2 separate regions of the Mus musculus genome follow, and region 1 is linked to region 2. The links are chromatin contacts, called in public Hi-C maps. All regions are on one chromosome and are shown on one strand. Each heading gives the region's core, a stretch centred on a gene start, on an enhancer-like site or on the middle of the called end of the contact. The rest is flanking DNA. Distances are from core to core; before and after follow the strand shown. Region 1 overlaps Vegfd (vascular endothelial growth factor D). Region 2 overlaps Car5b (carbonic anhydrase 5b, mitochondrial).

The links. A called contact is a pair of places that touch in the nucleus more often than the background predicts.
Region 1: a contact with region 2 is called in a Hi-C map of embryonic fibroblasts, with 3 times the contacts expected there. The contact joins two enhancer-like sites. A contact is called at or near these places in 1 of 39 promoter capture datasets (pre-B cells), 1 of 484 Hi-C or Micro-C datasets (embryonic fibroblasts) and 1 of 9 other capture datasets (pancreatic islet).

What each region holds. Positions count from the first base shown.
Region 1 is chrX:164,379,917-164,384,860 of GRCm38.p6, reverse strand. The region is part of intron 1 of Vegfd (vascular endothelial growth factor D); the gene reads right to left. Among named protein-coding and RNA genes, the nearest start is that of Vegfd, 8.9 kb to the right of the region's middle. Within about 2 kb of position 2,605, at least 242 of the 459 cell types and tissues checked have an H3K27ac peak or open chromatin away from gene starts, as enhancers often do. A contact at or near this core is called in embryonic fibroblasts, where this site is marked.
Region 2 is chrX:164,011,158-164,015,911 of GRCm38.p6, reverse strand. It overlaps Car5b (carbonic anhydrase 5b, mitochondrial), which reads left to right. Exons shown (of 8, transcript NM_181315.4): 2 at 918-1,109. The coding sequence starts at 968. Among named protein-coding and RNA genes, the nearest start is that of Car5b, 14 kb to the left of the region's middle. Within about 2 kb of position 2,326, at least 88 of the 459 cell types and tissues checked have an H3K27ac peak or open chromatin away from gene starts, as enhancers often do. A contact at or near this core is called in embryonic fibroblasts, where this site is marked.

The DNA.
Region 1 (4,944 bases), core at 1,356-3,855, 370 kb before region 2:
TAACTTCATGGTTCCATTGTTTATCAGCATTTTCTACTTAGATTGCCTTACATGTTTGTTTACCATTTTTCTTAACATTTATAGTTTGTGAACTAAAAAAGTCTCAAAACACATATCTTCAAGGTTATGCCTTTTGTTGTTGTTGGTGGTGGTGTTGGTGGTGGTGGTGGTGGTGTTCTTGTTTTGAGGCAAGTTCTTATTATGCAGCCAAGGTTGGTCTGGAAATTGTGATCCTCCTGTCTCAGCTTCTAGAGTCCTGGCATCTCAGGCTGTGTGACTGTACCTGGCTAAAGCTACCTTAGCCATTTTACCTAAATCCAGATGGGAGTATACACATGCAGGTATATATATATATATATATATATATATATATATATATATATATATATATATATATATATTTGTCTGAGATAGGAGAGTATTAACTATACTTGTAAGCTGTAGGAAATGTGTTAGTTGGACCCCCAGTATGGAGAGATTAAAAAAGACTACCCTCTGAAACAGGCGAGCCACAGGTAGCCATGTGGCTCTGTAGAGAGCAAGATTGCCTCAGCAGCTCAGGGAGATTATCTTGGTGGTTTCTCATATCCCTCCACAGTTGGAAATAAGGACTTTTTTGTCAATGGAGAGCAGGAATCTTAAAGAGCACAGTTGGGGTGTGTGAGCAGGTTGCTGAACTTGAGTAGCATGGCTCAGCTTCTTTAGTTGAGAACACTGTAGACAAAACTGAACACTTGCTCATTTCCATGACAACTGTTACACATGATGATCCTAATTTGCCAATGGCCTCTTTGCCTGACCATTCACCTCCTCTTTCTAATTCTATGGAAAAGCTACCTCACATCTATTCAATCTTCAAGATAAAAGGTTTGACAGCATTGCTTCAGTAAGCTAGTGAGGAAGGTCAACAGATACTTTACAGAAAGATTCTTAAGTTGGGCTCAGTGTATGTATGTGTCTGTGTGTGCACATGTGCATGCTCATGCACAGTTATGTGTGTAACAATAATTATAGAAGAAGAGATCATGAATTTAAGGAGGAGGGGAGAGTCAGAAGGAATTGGATGGGGGAAAGGGAAAGGTGAAAATAATAAATGCAGAAGTACTCATGTATGAACCCCCTCTATAATTTTAGATGAAAAATTATTAAATTGTACTTTGATGAAAGAATTTTCATTTATGGAGGTAAAATTTCATCCAATACCATCCTTGGATAAAGCTGATATATGGCTTTGTACTTCTTACAGGTCTCAATTCAATTTCAGGTTCTTTTTTTTCTTAAATCCTATGCTAAAAAACCTCAGGATGAAGTAGTAATCCTGCAGACTGAATTAAAATATTAAATGATGTGAAGACTAAATATCTCCTATGACTTGTTTCTTTGTAAAACCACAACATTGACTTTCATACTCAAAGCTATTGAAAGCCTTCTTAGTCTGCTAACGGAAACCTAATATGAAATAACTGAGAAATTGGAAACAGTCCCTTGATAATTCTAAATGGAAACACTAACGACTCAAAAAAAAAAAAGCAAGTAATTTATCTAGGGCATACATTTGGGAAGTGTTGAAAATGGATCTCTTTCTAATTGGCATTCTACACTGGTGGATATTTGTGTAATCAACTTTATGTTATCCACATGTGTATGAGAAAACTCAACATCAAAGTGTGACTATTGTCCCAAACACACACTTAAACCTTGGATTGCAGTGGTTTTCATTGCTGAACTTTTGCCAAATGAGTTGCTCTTGATTTCTTCCAGTTCTCAGATACAAGTGCTAATCAGATCTAAACTGATTAAAATCACCCAGCAAGATGAGAGGCCGAGAGACAGCATTCCCAGGTCGCTGCTTCTTATTAGAGTGGCTGCCTTGGTTCTGTAATTAGTCCAAGACTGTTAAGATTCTCCTCTTAAATAACAAATCATTCTCTGATGGTTTTTAGCTCCAACAACCAGTTTTTAAAGCACGGGGTTGAAGGTCTCTGCAATGCTACTTTGTCTTCTTATACATCTTACTATACACAGAGCAAAGCTGGTTCTAGAGACCTTCAAGGTGGTTACATTCCTAACAGGCCACTAAGAAATGGCCACAGTGTTGGTTGCTTTATTCATTCCCTCTTGGGAAGGATTTGGAGCAGAGGTTCCTAGATTTCCTTTCACCTTGAATGCATGTGGAGGAAAGCTTTTAAAAATACTGATGAATTGACCTTATCATCAAAGTCCTATTTTACAGGTTTGGACCACAGTTTCAAAAGGAAAAAAGAGCTCCTGACACAGCCTGGAAGACCAGAACCCTGAGGTTGGAAAGTCCAGTGACTTAGGATAAAAAAATGATATTCTGCTGTACTCATAGATTGATCCCTAGCCTAATTGTCATCAGAGAGGTTTCTCCCAGCAATCAATAGAAACAGATGCAGAGCACTGTTCCAGAGTCACAGTTACCCGAGCAGCGCCAGGAGGACAAGTACCACTGGTCCACACCACACCTGAATGGGGCAGGAGGGAGCGCGGCCGGGGAGGATGGAGACTTGGGGTTGGGCTCTGCCCGGGCACGCCTAACCTTCACCAGCACCGAATGGACTTGGAGAGAATCCAGTGAGCGGCGAGCACACAGGCATCTGGACACATGTGGGTGGTACTTAGTTGCTCAATCCGCAGGGTGCGAGGAGGTTGGGGAGAAAAGATGAGCGAGGGGCGGGGCCGGCCGCAGTCCAGGCCGCGCCCACTCTCACTGGATTGGAAGCAGGCCACCGGCCTCTCCGACTCCACCCCTCTGCCCCGCCCCGCTGCGCGTTGGCGGACGTCGCCAGAGCGGTACCTTTCAAAGTGAAGCCAGAGTGGGTGGGTTGGGGAGCAGGGCTGGGGGGGGCGGGGTATAGGAGACTTTTGGAGAGGAAACCAGGAAAGGGGATAGCATTTGAAATGTAAATGAAGAAGATATCCAATTAGAAAAAAGAAAAACAAAGTGAAGCTTGAGGAGGGACTGGGGGAGGGGCGCACCCCCCACCCCCCATTGCAGCACTGAGACACCAGTCCCCTACCCTACCCGGGACCTGGGGGAGGGAACAAGGGGCCTATTCCTTGTATCTGGTTGGACTAGATCTCTTCTGCCCCGCGGAGGTCTCCAAAGCTTCCAGTCCCCTCACCCAGCCCCCTCCCTGGTCCCACCAGTCTGGTTTGGAGGGTGGGGTTCTCCTTTCTTTTCCCTAAGTCCTTGTCTTTTCGACCCTCTGTCGTCAGTTTTAAGTCCTTCCCTAGTTGTCTTCCTTTTTTTTTTTTTCTGTCCCATGGTCGTCTCTTCTCACTCTGCCCTCCCTTGTTTCTTTATTTTTATTTTTGTTCAGTGTTCATGTCTCTCCTGATTCCAGTCTTCGCCATCTTCCGGGCAGGTCTCACTAAAGTACCAGACTCTTTCCTCTACCTTCCTCGTCCCCACAATGAATCCCTACACAAACAAAAACCAAATTCCCCCACCGGAACCGAGACCCTCCCACCGCACAGAATTAAACTTTTACTGTGTCTGAGGCGGCTATTCATATTCATTCAATAAAAATTATACTTTCTAAAGAGTTCCAGTCACAACAGAACAGCAAAATATTTTTCTCTCTCCGGAAATAATTTTTATTTTAATGTTGATTTCCTTTTTCCAAAAAGCGATACTCCAACATGTCAGTGCTATCTATAGTTATTTAGTGAGATCAGTTAATGGTGAAATAAATCTTGTAGAAATTTAGTATTTTTGGTTGGGAGCCTAGCTTTTAATGGCTGAGCCATCTCTCCAGTCACGTCGGGAGTGAGGTAGAAATCTAGTGCAATGGAAACTCCCAGGAATTTATGAGGGTGACCCTAGCTTAGACTCCTAGCAATGGAAGATATGAATCCTGAACTGGCTATCTTCTGTAACTACACAAATTTTCAAGTATAAGTATTGGGACACCAACTCAGCCACAAAACCTTTGACCTACAATTTTTCCTGCCTTCAAGATGTGCTGAGGTATAGGTAACACAGAAGTTGTGGGAGTAGCTAACTAATGACTGGTCCAACTTGAGACCCATTCCAGGAGAGCCAATGCCTGACACGCCTGGAGGGCCAGGAGCCACGGACTGGATCATCTAGAGACCTAGGCACAACTGGCAATAAATAAATCAGTGAAATGATTCCTAATGGTACTCTACTATACTCTTATACCAGAGCCTAGCATACTCATCATCAGAGAGGCTTCATCTAGCAACTGATGGAAGCTGATGCAAAGACCCCTAGTCAAACATTAGGCAGAGATCAGGGAATCCTGCAGAAGAGGGAGAGAGGAAGGATGGTAGGAACCAGAGGGGCCAAGGACACCAGGAGAACATGGCCCACAGAATCAACTTACCAGGGGGTCACAGGGGCTCACAGAGACAGAACCAATAATCAGGGAGCCTGCAAGGAACTGCCCTAGGCCCTCTGCATATATGTTACAGTGTGCAGCTTGGTGTTCTTGTGGGACTCCTAACAGTGGGAGCAGGGGCTGTCTCTGATTTTTTTGCCTGCCTTTGGGACCCTTCTCCTCCTTACTGGGTTACTTCATCCAGCCTTAATATGAGGGGAGGTGCCTAGTCTTACTGCAGCTTGATATGCCATGTTTGGTTGGTATCATGAGAGATCTGCCCTTTTGTGAAGGGAAACAGAGGAGGAGTGGATCTGGGGGAGGTGGGGGGGGGGTTGGGAGGGATAGGCTGGGAGGAGAAACTACAGTTGAGATAGAAAATATGAGAGAAGCATACTAAATGAAATTTAAAAAGAAATTTTAATATTACTTTCAGTTTCAGGCATTAAAATAATCCTTGATACAGGCCAAAGTGAACTCCCCAGAGGTTGGTAAGACACAAAAATGACTAAGACATCTTTATTTTATAAGAAGCATCGTGTCCACTCATGTGCTTGGCACATGGAAGACATTCCAC
Region 2 (4,754 bases), core at 1,077-3,576:
AGATGTTTGAGTGGTAGAGACAAAGTTCAAGACTTAATGTCCATTTCTCCTGTGTTCCAGGGCCAGTGTTACACGGAAAACTGGCACGAGTCACAGATTATACTTAAGCTTAGATTTCAAAATCACCCACAACTATTTTGGCAGCGCACATTTACTGTTGGTTTTCTTTTTTTTTTTAACTATTTATTTATTTATGTATATGAGTGCTCTATTTACATGTATGCCTGCATGACAGAAGAGGCCATCTGATCTCATTACAGATGGTTGTGAGCCACCGTGTGGTTGCTGGGAATTGAACTCAGGACCTCTGGATCAGCAGCCAATGCTCTTAACCACTGAGCCATCTCTCCAACCCTTGTTGTTGTTGTTTTTAGTTTAGTTTAGTTTAGTTTAAGTTTAGTTTAGTTTTGGTTTGTTTTTTTAAAGCAAGCCCCTTTCAAGCAGCCTGAATAAGAAAATAAATCATTTATTTCTGGCTACTTTTTTAAAGAAAACCAGAAACAATGATTTGTTTTTCTATTCAGGCTGCCTGAAAGGGGCATTACTCATTGAACTCTTCCTAGATATAATTACCATACTGGATAACTAATTATGATTTGAGGCAATATATTTTCTTTTAATTTGAAGGGCTGGTAGGAGCCACAGTCTTTATTTATGTGTATGAAGAAGAATCTTTTCTCTGGGCCTCTAAAGTTTGCCAACTCTGAGGGAACTGCCAAGCTCCTGAGTCAGTCATCAGAGCCCTGCATGCCACCAAGGCACTCAGTTTGAAAAACAAGAGTGAATAAACTATCGACTCTCATTGGCCCCACCCCCGCATCAGGACACGGACTGATCTTTCCAGTGGTGTCTTCTCCCAGGTTTCCTTGGGCTTTTCACTGCTTGCTGAGTTTAGCTTTCCTTCCTCTGTCCTCCAGGTCTTAGGTTCCCGAGCTGCTTAGCCATTGCTGGGTATTCCAAGCTAAAGATGGCTGTGATGAATCACCTGAGAGTGATTCTACAAGTCTCTTCGAGTACATTGCCATGGAGAAGGTGCTGGGTTCCGAGGTTGGTGCCACGGAGGTCCTGCAGTCTCTATACCTGCACATACAGAACCAGGAACCGAGCCTGTGAGTACCCCACTCCATGAAGAGAGTGAAAAGTTTGCTTGCTAACTACCTGTAGGCATTCCAGTGTGGGATTATACACCTTAAGAATGGTGAACATGACTGTAAAGACAGCAGACATGGAAAGTCCTTTTCCACCTGTTTTAGTATGCTAGATGATGTCATGCTGAAAGTGGACAAGGGCTATGAAGATGTTGAAATGTCTTGAAGTCTGGTATCTTACCATTCGTTTCCTTTGACTAAGGTTGACCTACAAACTACAAATTGTTACAGTGGATTATCTATCTATCTATCTATCTATCCATCCATCCATCCATCCATCCATCCATCTATTGGTTTTTTGAGACAGGGTATCTCTGTGTAGCCCTGGCTACCCTGAAACTCTCTCTATAGACCAGGGTGGTCTTGTACTCACAGAGATCTGCCTGCCTCTGCATCATGGGTGCTGGGACTAAAGGCCTGCACCACCACTGCCTGGCTGTTGCACTGGATCTTACATTTATAGAATTTGCATATAGGGTTTTGCAAGTGGGTCATTGTGTTCATGCTCCAAAATATTCTGTCTGGAGTTATAAATCCAGGAGTTAATTGTAGCTGACCAGCTTGCAATTGTGTGCTCAACTGTAAACATGGGCGATGAAATGAGGCAGCATATGTTCTTCCTTCAACGCCCTGCTGCTCCCTCGGAGACTCGAGTGATTGTCCATAGCATGGTGTTGCAGGAATTCTCTACCTTGGCACCGGCACAGGGCTGGGGGGTGGGGAGGTATATTTACTCCCTCGAGCCCAGGCTCCCATTGCCCCCAAATATAAAAACCAAAAGTAGATATTTCTCTATGAATTCTAGGGAACAAAATTGCCCCCTGGATAAGAACCAACCATTGAGATGAGGAGAAAGAATGCATTTGTGACACGGTTCATTTGAGTTTATGGGCAGATGAGGTCGCTAACTAACTAACTAAAGAGGAAATTTCCACTACCAGAAAATAAAACATTGCAACAAAGCCCCACACAGATGTCTTGAATGTTGGCCTGCACTGAGACCTAAGTTTTTCCCTGACTCCATGTGTAAAAGACGGGTAAATGAAAATGCTTGCCCACAACGGTATTAATCTCACTTAAGCCTGGGATTCAAAAACTGCTCTATAAATCTATGTTAACTGAAAGTTCCCTTACCCTCAGCACTGGGTGTCTTCTCGTTAAGAGAAACTGGCCTGAGTCATAAGAAATTTCTGGTTGTTGGGTGTGGCATCCTACAAGCATGCCCACATACTATCCAGAGTGTGAATTCAGTACTTTGTGGTTTATGACCTGAAATGGAAAAAATTAGTCATACTTATCCAGCTAATGAAGCTTTCTTCTTTTGTTTTTTTAGCAGGAAGCTAAAAGTTACACATTTAAAATCCTGTGGGCTGTGACTTTAGGACAGGATTTGCAGCAGACAGTAGTGGCAGAGAGGACCAACTTCCTTTGAGTAATCTCCCTCATACTCAGACATGTTCTTGTTTCTGACTTGGTGAGGAAAATCGGGCACAGTTTCCTTCTTTTTGACTCTTGGCATATAACAGCATCCCAACGTTTTTTTCAGGCAGGAGAATATTATGGTCTTTGCTGCCCCACTGAGCATATGTCCTTGTCTGTAGGCCTATATCCTTCCCCTGCTTAGTTGGAAAGATAATACTTATTGTTTCTGACAATTCAATAGCCCAACAGAAGGGTGGCTACTTGGAGACAGGAAAGGATGTGAAAGATTAAAAATTCAGCTCTGGTGCTTCTTTTAGTGTCATAGTCATTCTTACCTTCATCCTTTTTGTCATCTTTATAGGTTCGATACTTGTGTCCGGGTTCAAATCTGACCATTTTATCTGTTGTTTGTCTGCTTTTATGTACTTCAGACTGACTTCCGACTCTCTATGTAGCCCAGGATGGTCTTGAAAAGTTTTTGGGTTTTTTAGATTTATTTATTTATTATGCATACATGGTTCTACCTGCATGTATGCCAGAAGAGGGCATCGGATCCCATTACAGATGGTCATGAGCCACCATGTGGTTGCTGGGAATTGAACTCAGGACCTCTGGAAGAGCAGCCAGTGTTCTTAACTGCTGAGCCATCTCTCCAGCCTCAGGCTGGTTTTGAAATTTGGATCTTCTTCTTGCCTTAGTCCCTGGGTGTGCCAATGTGACGGTCATGCACCTCTACACCCAGCTTCCAATCTGGCCTTCTTAAGGTCATGTAAAGCAGACCAAGAGGTAAAGGAAGTAGAAGATTGTGGGAACTGCAGAAGCACACTGCCATTCACCTTCTTTCTCTGCCCAGGAACCATGGGCTGTCTATTCAAATTGCTGTTTACTGTTTTCCTGAGATGCAGTCAGTAACTCTTAAAGACTTAATAGGCTATATACCTATTACCAGAGATGAAAATAAAATTAGTTTTACTCAGAGTGCCATTTAGCTTAATTGTTACATTAAACAAAATTAGGCGTAAGAACCTAAAACACGGGAAAATGAATTTGATGATTTAGTGATTTTTAATTTAATGAAAGGCATAAAGAAGATCATGGCGCATAAAAATGGGGCAAACTTATTATTACATTAGTGGTGCTTGATGGTCTCAGTCTTCCTATAGTTATTTATTTATTTATTCGTTTGTTTGTTTGTTCCTTTTGAGACAGGGTTTCATATACCCCAGACTTGCCTCAAACTTGCTGTGTAGCAGAAGTTGCCCTTGAATTTCTGATTCTCCTCTCTCCATTTCTTGAATGCTGGGATTACAGCTGTGTATCACATCTGGCTTCTTTAAGTAAGGAAGAGGACTATTAAAATTATTGAACATCACTGTATCTAATACAGCCACTAAAAAAAAAAATAAACCCATGAAATTACAAAGATAAAACAGAAGAAGAAACAAATGACAGGAAGGAAAAGAAAAAAATGTCGTCGCAAGTCTCATGTATTTACATGCCAATTTAAATTCATTACTATTTTAGAACCATGTGTACCTAATAGTTACCACACTGGAAGTTTCCATCCTTCAAATCAATTCTCCTGAATGCTTCTGTATAGAGTTTTTACAGCATTGTCTTCTCTGTGAGGCTTACTCAGAGGGCTGGAGAGATGGCTCAGCAGTTAAGCTGCACTTGCAGAGGACCAGCACCCATGTGGGACAGCCAGCGCACATCCACCTATAACTCAAGCTGCAGAGGACTTGACACCCTCTTCTGGTCTCCTCAGGCACACATACCACACAGAGACACACGAATAAAAATACATAAATGCATACATACATGCATACATACATACATACATAATCTGACAGGAAAGAAAAGCTTCTTTAGGATACTCTCTTTAAGAAGCTCATACTTGGGTATGTCTTATTTTATCCTTTTTTTTTTAAATTTTAACTTACATACTTAAAATTCCGTATTAAACCAAGAGTGGTGGCACATGCCTTTAATCCAGTATTTGGGAGGTAGAGGTAGCAAATCTCTGCGAGTTCCAGATACATAGTGAGACCCTGTCTCCAAAAGAAAACTATATTGAAAATGTCTTTTAATAAGCTCTAGTTCTATTAACAATCTCTATTTAGCTGGGCATGGTGGACAGTGGCTAAAGCTGTGTGTGGTAATCCCAGCATCAACAAATAAACA